2 separate regions of the Mus musculus genome follow, and region 2 is linked to region 1. Evidence: chromatin contacts called from public promoter capture Hi-C data. All regions are on one chromosome and are shown on one strand. Each heading gives the region's core, a stretch centred on a gene start, on an enhancer-like site or on the middle of the called end of the contact. The rest is flanking DNA. Distances are from core to core; before and after follow the strand shown.

Region 1 (4,546 bases), core at 1,402-3,901:
CAGGCCTTGGTTAGTGTTGCGGATGTCCAGGCCACACTGCATGGGATGCGCTCTGCCCCCAGCTCCTTGGACAGGTGACCATTGATGTCCCATCTCCTGGAGGGGGGTAGGGGAAGCCCAGCCTCCTTGCCGAGGTGGGTGCTGGGCTCTTGTCCCTACTGTCCTTAGCACTAAGCTCTACCTTGAGCTCCTGTGTCCTTGTATCCATTCCTTTTTGTAATTAAATGTTTTGGACAATGGCACCTAAAAGGGCTCTTGTGATCCCAGAGTTAAGAACAGCTTCCAAGAGGATCAGGGACCACGAGAAGCAGGACTGTGCATAGCCCCAGAAGCGTATCCTGCAGGGGGATGACCACTGAGAGGAGCTGGGTATAAGTTCTGGTTTCCCCCTGTGGCTCTGCAGCCCCACTATGCTCTGCCATCAGTATGCTCATAGGCTTTTTTGTTCTGAGATTTCTTTGTTACCCAGCCGTGGCCTCAGGCAGGCAGTGATATGGAATATCTAACAGTATTCAAATTGATCTCTCTTACAGTGCAACCAGAGACCCCTCTACCTCTGTCCCAGACTTCAAGGCCCACCAGTCTCCTCAGACCATGGAGGGGAAAAGGAGCCCAGAACATTTGGGGCTTCCCCAAAGCCAGAGGTGAGTTAGTCTCTCTGGGTGGTGTTGGGTGGATGAAGCAGGGCTAATAGGGCAAGAAGTAACCTCCATGTTTCCTTTTCTCCCCTAACAGTGCCCTTGAGATGCCCAATGGCTCTACCCCAGGAGGGCCTATTTCATCGGGTTCCCAGTGAGTGTGGCAATAGCCTTGGGTGGGTCAGCAAGATGAGGTCACTGGACCCATGTCCATGGTCCATGTGACACATGTGTTTCTCTCTGTTTCCAGGTAGCTGCCTGGTGACAGTGGTGGCCAAATCCTCTGTCCTCCCTGTGGAATCCCTCTGTGGGGCAGGATGAGTCCTTTGGTGGCCCTCTACTCTATTGTCCCACACCCTACATTCTCTCCTCTGGACTCCCAAGGAGGCTGGTGCCAGGGAGATGCCCTCACCCACCCCCATTTGCACTGAGAAGAGAAACTATGGAGTTTTGTCTCCAAGAATAAAGATAGAGAGTCACATAGAAAGGAAAGAGAGAGAGAGAGCGAGAGAGAGAGAGAAGTATATTATATATTATATATATATATATATATATATATATATATATATATATATATATATATATATATATATATATACATATACATATATATGTTGAGGGAGGAGTAAGAAAGAAAGCCAGGACAATAACTGGGCCAGCAGCTCTGAAGCACACCTTCCCCGTCTGTCCCAGTAGGGGCTGGCGCTGGGGTTGGAGGCCGCTGGCCTGTGCTCTGGTGCAGATGCTCTTACCCAGCTTCACTCAGGACCACCTTGGGGTGTAACAGAGGGTGTCATCCGGCCCCTGGCCCTGGGGAACATCCCTAGAGGCCCAGAATGGGGGTTGCTGGGTACCCCATGCCCTGAGGGTTCCAGCACTGCTGCCAAGTGGCCTTGTCCCAGCTCCCCCTGCCCCCCCCAAGGCTGGTGTGAGTGTGCAAGTATGTGTGCAGAGCTTGTGTTTCATACTGCAGATATAAATAAAGGAAGATAGCAGAACATTCCTGCTGTGGGACTGTGAGTTCTGGGACTCAGAGTTGGGTGAACTTGCTCTTCATAGCCTAGAGAGCTACATTCTCTTAGGACCACACTTGTGAGAGTGTGTGTGGGTGTAGGGGATGGGGAATACTTAGACATCAGGCAGAACATCAGGAGTTAGCACTCTGGGGCGCTCTCATCCTGATATGTGTACCTCCGTGGCCCTGTTCCAAAATGCAGATCAGTTAGGGCTGTGCTGACTCAGCTCTATCCTCTAACAGGCCTGCTAAAAGGAGCAAGAGGTCCCTGGACTTTGGAGCTGAGCGTCCTGCCATTACGGGGATAGGAGGCACCAGGCATGTGGTGGTGGCAGAGGCAGAGGCAGGTGGATCTGTGTGAGTTCAAGCCCAGCCATGTCTACAAACTGAGTTCCAGGACAGCCAGGGCTGGGCAGAGAAACCCTGTCTCAAAAACAAAGGTGTGGGGGCTGGTGAGATGGCTCAGTGGGTAAGAGCACCCGACTGCTCTTCCAAAGGTCAGGAGTTCAAATCCCAGCAACCACATGGTGGCTCACAACCATTCGTAACGAGATCTGACTCCCTCTTCTGGAGTGTCTGAGGACAGCGACAGTGTACTTACATATAATAAATAAATAAATCTAAAAAACCAAAAACAAAAAACCAAAGGTGTGGGAGAGATTAGGAGACAGGAAGCTCCCTTGAGAATGGACATACAATGAAGCATCCCTAAGGGGGATGGTTGAGGAACCTAGTAGTTTCTTGGCATCCAGTAGGTCCCTATCTTGTTCATGGGAAGGCTGCAGAACATGAGTGTACAGTGGTGTGGTCGTCCTTCCTTCCAGGGAATGTTTGAATGACTTCAGGCACAATGCAGGATTTATTTAACCAGTGTTTGTGGCAGGACCCCTGTTTTCCAGGGTTGGTTGTAGGGCTACCCCTCTGTGGAACTTTGCATTGTTCCTTATAATTGGCTGGGTGTGAGACAATGGGAGTTCCACTTTGGGGGAGGGGGCTCACTTTTGGAGGTGGTGGCCAGGTTTCTAAGTGCTGGGGGGTGGCCCTTGGTGCCTGATGGGTACCTTATCAGCAAGTGCCAGACAAGAGCAGGCCTTGCGTGAGCCCTGTTATCAGCCCCAGAGTCCACAGGACACTTGGGTTAATGTGTAACCACAAGACTTCCCTCTGCCCTCTGAAGCCACTGGCTCCTAAAGAGAAGCAACTCAGCATGGATGCTAGAAAAGAGGGGCTGCCCCTGGAGACACTCTTTTCAGACCAAGTGAGAACCTGTAAGGTGGGGATGGGCAGGTCTGGGAACATGGGCAGTACTGGGGCCTGTGATTCTCTATGCTTGGTGAGTTGGTGGGGATGCCCTGTCCTTCCAGGAGGCTGGGTTCTAAGGTATCGTGGTTTTGTCCTTGCAGGAGATAGGAATGAAAAGGTTCTCAAGGTGGCTAAAGATCCTAGTCCCGAAAGTCCAACCTGGACATGCTTGGGTCCTGGCATGAGGGTGGTGTGGGGGATGGCCGTTAAAATAGGTTCTCACTGGGTATCCTAGACAGGTTTTGAAATCAACAGCCTCCCGTTTCCACCTGCTAAGTACTGGAATTAGACATTTCCTACAGTGCCTTGCAGTGACCCCTCCCCCAGGACTGGCTGCGAATGGGAGGGAGGCTGAGAAGCTTCGCTCTCTTGAAGTACCCACAGGTCCGCAGGTGGCTGGCCCCCTTCATCCTTGCCTGCTCCCTTTACTTCCTCCTCTGGATTCCTGTGGACCAGCCATCTTGGGTCAGTGCCCTGATCAAGTGCCAGCCCATTCTCTGCCTGGTTGTGTTCCTGTGGGCTGTGGCCCCTGGTGGGAGCAGCACCTGGCTCCTGCAGGGAGCTCTTGTATGTTCTGCTGTGGGAGATGCCTGCCTCATCTGGCCTGAAGCTTTCTTTTATGGTGAGCAGGGGCTTCTATGACAACACACCTAGGGTTCTTGTGGAGTTGAGTCAGTACTGGGACACAGCTTTTCATTATATGGAGCCCTCCCTCCCTAGGTCCTCTGGGTTATCCAGAGGTGCCAGAAGGCAGTGATGGGTGACAGCATAGCTCACAGTTCAGCCAGGGGCTTGGAGTCAGACTGGTTGGAAGATGTGGGATTACCTGGTTGGAAGGGGTGGTGTGGAGAAAATTAAGGTGTAGCATGACTGAGGTGGGTGGGGGAGGTAAGGAGTCATTTTTGAGATGTCTATATATGAGGGCTGGTCTGAATGGCCTCAAATGTTGGATCCTCCTGCCTTAGTTTTCTCAAGGGCTAGGATTACAGGAATAAGGATATGTAGCTGTGTAGATGGGAAGTGTGGCCATCCTGGGCATGGAAAGTGCATGTGGAAAGGACCTGGGGTAATAGTGTATGAGTTACTTTGTCCAAATGGGCCAGTTTGGCTAGAGTAGGATGGGGAAAACAAGGGTATGGGGCTTCCCAGAACACGATTTGGAAAGACAGGTACTTGAGCAGAGCAAGCACATGATGCCATGCATCTTAAGGTTATCACCATTGCTTTGGGAACTGATTGAACACCCAAGGATAAGAAGAATTTGGAGACCCATCAAGAAGGAGTGCTATAATCAGCAGATCACGATGGAGCTGGTGCTTTGGGGGCACTGTTCATGTCTGGTTGTGGCCAAGACAACAGGGAGAAGCAGGAGGCCAATTGGTGCCCACCCTACCTCACTGAGTTCTCATCCCTCTCTTCTTCAGGCACGGCAGCCTTCTCTGTTGCCCACTTATTCTACCTCGGGGCTTTTGGCCTGACCCCACTGCAGCCCGGATTGCTGCTGTGCACCACCTTGGCCTCTCTGACATACTACAGCTTCCTCCTGCTACACCTTGAGCAGGGCATGGTCTTGCCCGTGATGGCCTATGGG
Region 2 (4,325 bases), core at 184-2,683, 930 kb after region 1:
CATTTTCACAACATGAAAAGCTAGGGCTAACAGTTCAAAGGCAATCTGAGCTACACAGTACCATCAGGCCAACAATATATACACAAACAGCACACATTTATTCCTCAGACTACTCTCCCAGGAGTTAAATGAACTGTGTATGTAGGCCCAGTCACCTATAAGAAACCCTAAGTATGGAATATAAATATGTTAAAATATAGGCTCAACCTGGATTAACATTGTATAAACGCTACCCAGATGCAAATGCAAAAATACGTCCCCCGGATGGAAAAATAATCATTACTCCTCTTACACCACATGAAACTAAATAAAACATCCAGTATTAAGACAGAAAAAGCATTAGTGCAACTCCCATTGTCTTTGGCCTCCATTTGTCCAATGCAGACAGAACTAGATTCTAGAAACTCAAAAAGAATCCTTGTGGTGTGATTGGGGGGCGGGTGGGGGGGTGTCGCAGAGAGGAAACTGGGAAGAGAAATAACATTTGAAATGTAAATAAAATAACCAATAAGAATCCTTGTGACACATACCCAGCACTTCTGAATTTCTGGCAGTTTATGGCAAGACTGACTTACATTTGAGTTCCAGGCCAATCTACACCAAGACCCTGTCTCAATCCCCACTAGCCCAACTTGTTCAGTCACATCTCCCACGCCCTAAAACACTCAGCAACCACCACTCCTTCGAAAATAGGCTCATACACACCTTCAAACAGACGCCGGGGATCCTTCTCGTCTAGCGTCAACAGCTCCCGGGCCGCCTTACGGATCTTGGCCAGGGTAAACTTGACCCTCCAAACCTCACGTTTGTTCCGGAGTCCATACTCTCCTGCACGTGGTTGGGAGGAGACCGCGGGGCAAGAGCCATGGGTTACTACATGTGCATGGCGACTAGAGAACACAAAACTAAACTGCAATCCTCTGGCGCCACACAGGATGCTCCAGAACGAGCACGTGGGAGACAGACATCATGGCTACCTAACTCTTCCCGGATCCGCAATTCGAAATTCTACTTTGGCCACTCACCAATCAACTTTAGCTCCTGGTCGAGACGCGACTTCTCGAAGGGTCTCCGTGGGGTCACATAGGTTTTGCGACAAACCCAGCTTCTGGCGACCGGCATGTTGACCTCGCTAGGCCGGCTGCGCCTGCGCAGTAAAGTGTCGTTTTAAAAAATAATCTTGTGGCGCATGTGCAGCAAAACCCCGCTAGGGACACGGCGACACCAACTCGGCTCTCAGAGAAATCCGCCTTAGAAAACTTGAAAATGGGATTGTTCCACAACCGTGTTGTAACTTCCAGCCACCTTCGCCCCACCCTCTTACTCAGCATGTTCATGAAGATTCGAATGGCTCCGTTACCTTACACCATCAACCCCTAAAAGGCGAACTCAACAATCAGAACACTCACCTACGAACTCAGGCCCGAGACAAAGAGAGACAAGGCGGTTGGACCGAGGTCTTATAGTAACGTCGCCTTGTAGTGACGTCATCACGCACCGCTCGCGACTACGCCAATCAGAAGCAGGAAAGCCATAGAGACGAGCAGGCCGGCTAGAGCGGCGCTTCGCTGGGCCGACTTGCCAGTGAGGTGGTTAGGCGATTAAAGGGCTATGGTGACATTTGGTTAATCCAAGAATTAACGAGGCTGCCCCTTCCAGGGCTAAAGCATTGATTGAGTAACCACAGTTGTCACTTTTTGTTTCAACAAAAACTCTTGGTAAAAACTTACAGGGAATTAAGGGCAGCAGCCAAGGTTCCCCACCACTGTCTCAATCTCATGGCAGTGCCCTTGCCCTTAAAAGTACTCGGGTTTGTTTGGAGAGATGGCTCAGCGGTTAAGAGCACTGATTGCTCCTCCAAAGGTCCTGAAAATCCCAGCAACCCCATGGTGGGTCACAACCATCTGTAATGAGATCTGACCACCTACAGTGTATTTAGATATAATAGATAAATAAATCTTCTTTTAAAAGTGCTAAGATTTTAGGTGTGAGCCACAAAATACAATAATAAAAAATACAAACATTATGAAAATAGTATAAATATGTCGTGCTGGGCTTATTTTAATATTGAAATACACATCTTGTGCTGGTTTGTCTTGACAGCTTGACACAAACCTAGACATGTGGAAAGAGGAACTCATTTAAGAAAGTGCCTCCATCATCTTGGCCTATAGGCAAGTCTCTCCTAATCTATTTATTGTTTTGATGCAGGGTTTCCTATCAAATGACTATGAATTCCAGATCCTTCTGTCTATACCTCCCAAATGCTGGAATTACAATCCGCTTTCATGCAACTGATATGTTTGTTTGTTGAGACAGGGTCTTTCCTCTTATTCCTGGCTGTCCTGGAGCTTCCTATTCAAACTCACAGAGTTCTGCCTGGCTCTGTCTCCCAAGTACTGGGATTAAAGACATGCACTACCACAGCCAGCTTTGTGTATATCTGATATTTTATAACTATTTTTTATTTAAGGGAAATGGGGTCTATGAGTCCTGGCTATCCTGGAACTATGAACTATGTAGCCAGGCTGGCCTCAAACTCATAGACATGTCCTTGCCTCTGTCCTTGAATAGTAGGAGGATAGGCCTGTACCACTAGGCCTAGCTCAGATATTTTTTATTTTAAACAGTGTGATTGGTAAGAATTTACACTTGCGCGGGGCAGTCTTTAATCCCAGCACTTGGGAGGCAGAGGCAGGTGGATTTCTGAGTTCAGGGCTACCCTGGTCTACAGAGTGAGTTCCAGGGCTATACAGAGAAACCCTGTCTTGGAAAAAAAAAAAAATTTGCACTTGCATTTGTATACTCAAAAGGCATCTTGTTCATTTAGTCTGGGAGGACAGATTGGTAGACAAGGAGACAGATTAGCTTACTTTCTGGGTCAAACATTTGCTTTCTAAATTTTTTTTTTGTTGTTTTTTGTTTGTTTGTTTGTTTGTTTTTTCCGAGACAGGGTTTCTCTGTATAGGCCTGGCTGTCCTGGAACTCACTCTGTAGACCAGGCTGGCCTCGAACTCAGAAATCCGCCTGCCTCTGCCTCCAGAGTGCTGGGATTAAAGGCGTGCACCACCACGCCCGGCTGCTTTTTAATTTTTAAAAATGATTTATTTAATGTGTACAAGTATTTTTCCTGCCTATATCCACACAAATACTCCATGTGTGTACCTAGGACCTTCAAAGGTCATAAGGGGTTAGATACCCAAAGACTGGAGTTGTGAGCCCTGTTTGTGCTGTGAACAAAACTCAGGTACTGGGGCTGGCAAGATGGCTCAGTGGTTAAGAGCACTGACTCTTCCTGAGTTCAAATCACAGCAACCACATGGTGGCTCACAACCACTAGTAATGAGATCTGGCACAGTCTTCTGGTTCGTCTGAAGACAGCTACCGTGTAGTAATAAATCTTTGGCCTGGAGCAAGCAGAGTTGACCAGAGCAAGCAGAGGTCCTAAAAATTCAATTCCAAACAACCACATGAAGGCTCACAACCATCTGTTCAGCTACAGTGTACCCATATACATAAAATGATTTTTAAAAAAAAATCAAAAAAACAAACAAACAAAAACAAAACCCTCAGGTCCTATGCAAGAACACCGAGCCACCTCTCCAGCCCATATTTGTTGATTTGAGACAGGCCCTGCTGGCCTGTAACTTGCCATGTAGACCAGGCTAGCCTTGATCTCAGAAATTCCCCTGCCTTCACCTGAACACTGGGATTAATGGTATAAACCACCACACCAAGTTAATTTTTTTAAAAACTACATATATGTCTGTGTGAGTATGTACACCTGAGTGTAGTTGTGTTTAGAGGGCAGAATAGGGCACCAAATTCCCTGAAGATGGAGTTGCAAACACATAGGAGCTGTCCTCTGTGTTGGGAACTGAACTCAGCCCCTTTGGAAAACCTCAACTGCTGAGCCTCTACAACCCCACAAATGTAGCCCAGGCAGGTCTCACACTCATGATCTTCCTGCCTTTGCCTCTTCCGCATATCTTTCTGGACTGGTTTACACCACCACAAGCAGCTCATGCAACAGTTCTAGTTATAACCTTTACATCACATATCTAAAATGGTTTGTAGTAATCTCAAAGGAACCAATAAGATGGCTCAGCCCTTAAAGATCCTTGATGGCAAGCCTGATAACCTGAGTTCGTTCCCTGAGACCCACAAGGTAAAAAGAGAACAGGCTCTCTCAAATTGTCCTCTGACCTCCTCCTAAGTTCCATGGCACACGCATGCTTACATACATACACAGGTATACTTACAATAAATAAACGCCATATCTTCAAGGCAACCCTTAGTGCAATGAAAAGAGGCAGATTCCTGAA

What was found. Promoter capture Hi-C pulls out the DNA fragments that hold promoters and counts their contacts.
Region 2: a contact with region 1 is called in a promoter capture Hi-C map of liver, with 3 times the contacts expected there. The contact joins the promoter of Rps9 here to the promoter of Tmem86b in region 1. A contact is called at or near these places in 2 of 39 promoter capture datasets (both in liver), 3 of 115 datasets of contacts at active chromatin or transcription factors (bone marrow-derived macrophages, embryonic stem cells and large pre-B cells) and 2 of 9 other capture datasets (embryonic stem cells and liver).

The regions. Positions count from the first base shown.
Region 1 is chr7:4,628,587-4,633,132 of GRCm38.p6, reverse strand. Tmem86b (transmembrane protein 86B) reads left to right here and starts at 2,651. Exons shown (of 3, transcript NM_023440.3): 1 at 2,651-2,911; 2 at 3,331-3,577; 3 at 4,380-4,546. The coding sequence starts at 2,861. Ppp6r1 (protein phosphatase 6, regulatory subunit 1) reads left to right here. Exons shown (of 24, transcript NM_172894.2): 21 at 1-74; 22 at 534-644; 23 at 736-792; 24 at 889-1,638. The coding sequence ends at 892.
Region 2 is chr7:3,701,149-3,705,473 of GRCm38.p6, reverse strand. It overlaps Rps9 (ribosomal protein S9), which reads right to left and starts at 1,433. Exons shown (of 5, transcript NM_029767.2): 1 at 1,410-1,433; 2 at 1,026-1,147; 3 at 706-828. The coding sequence starts at 1,122.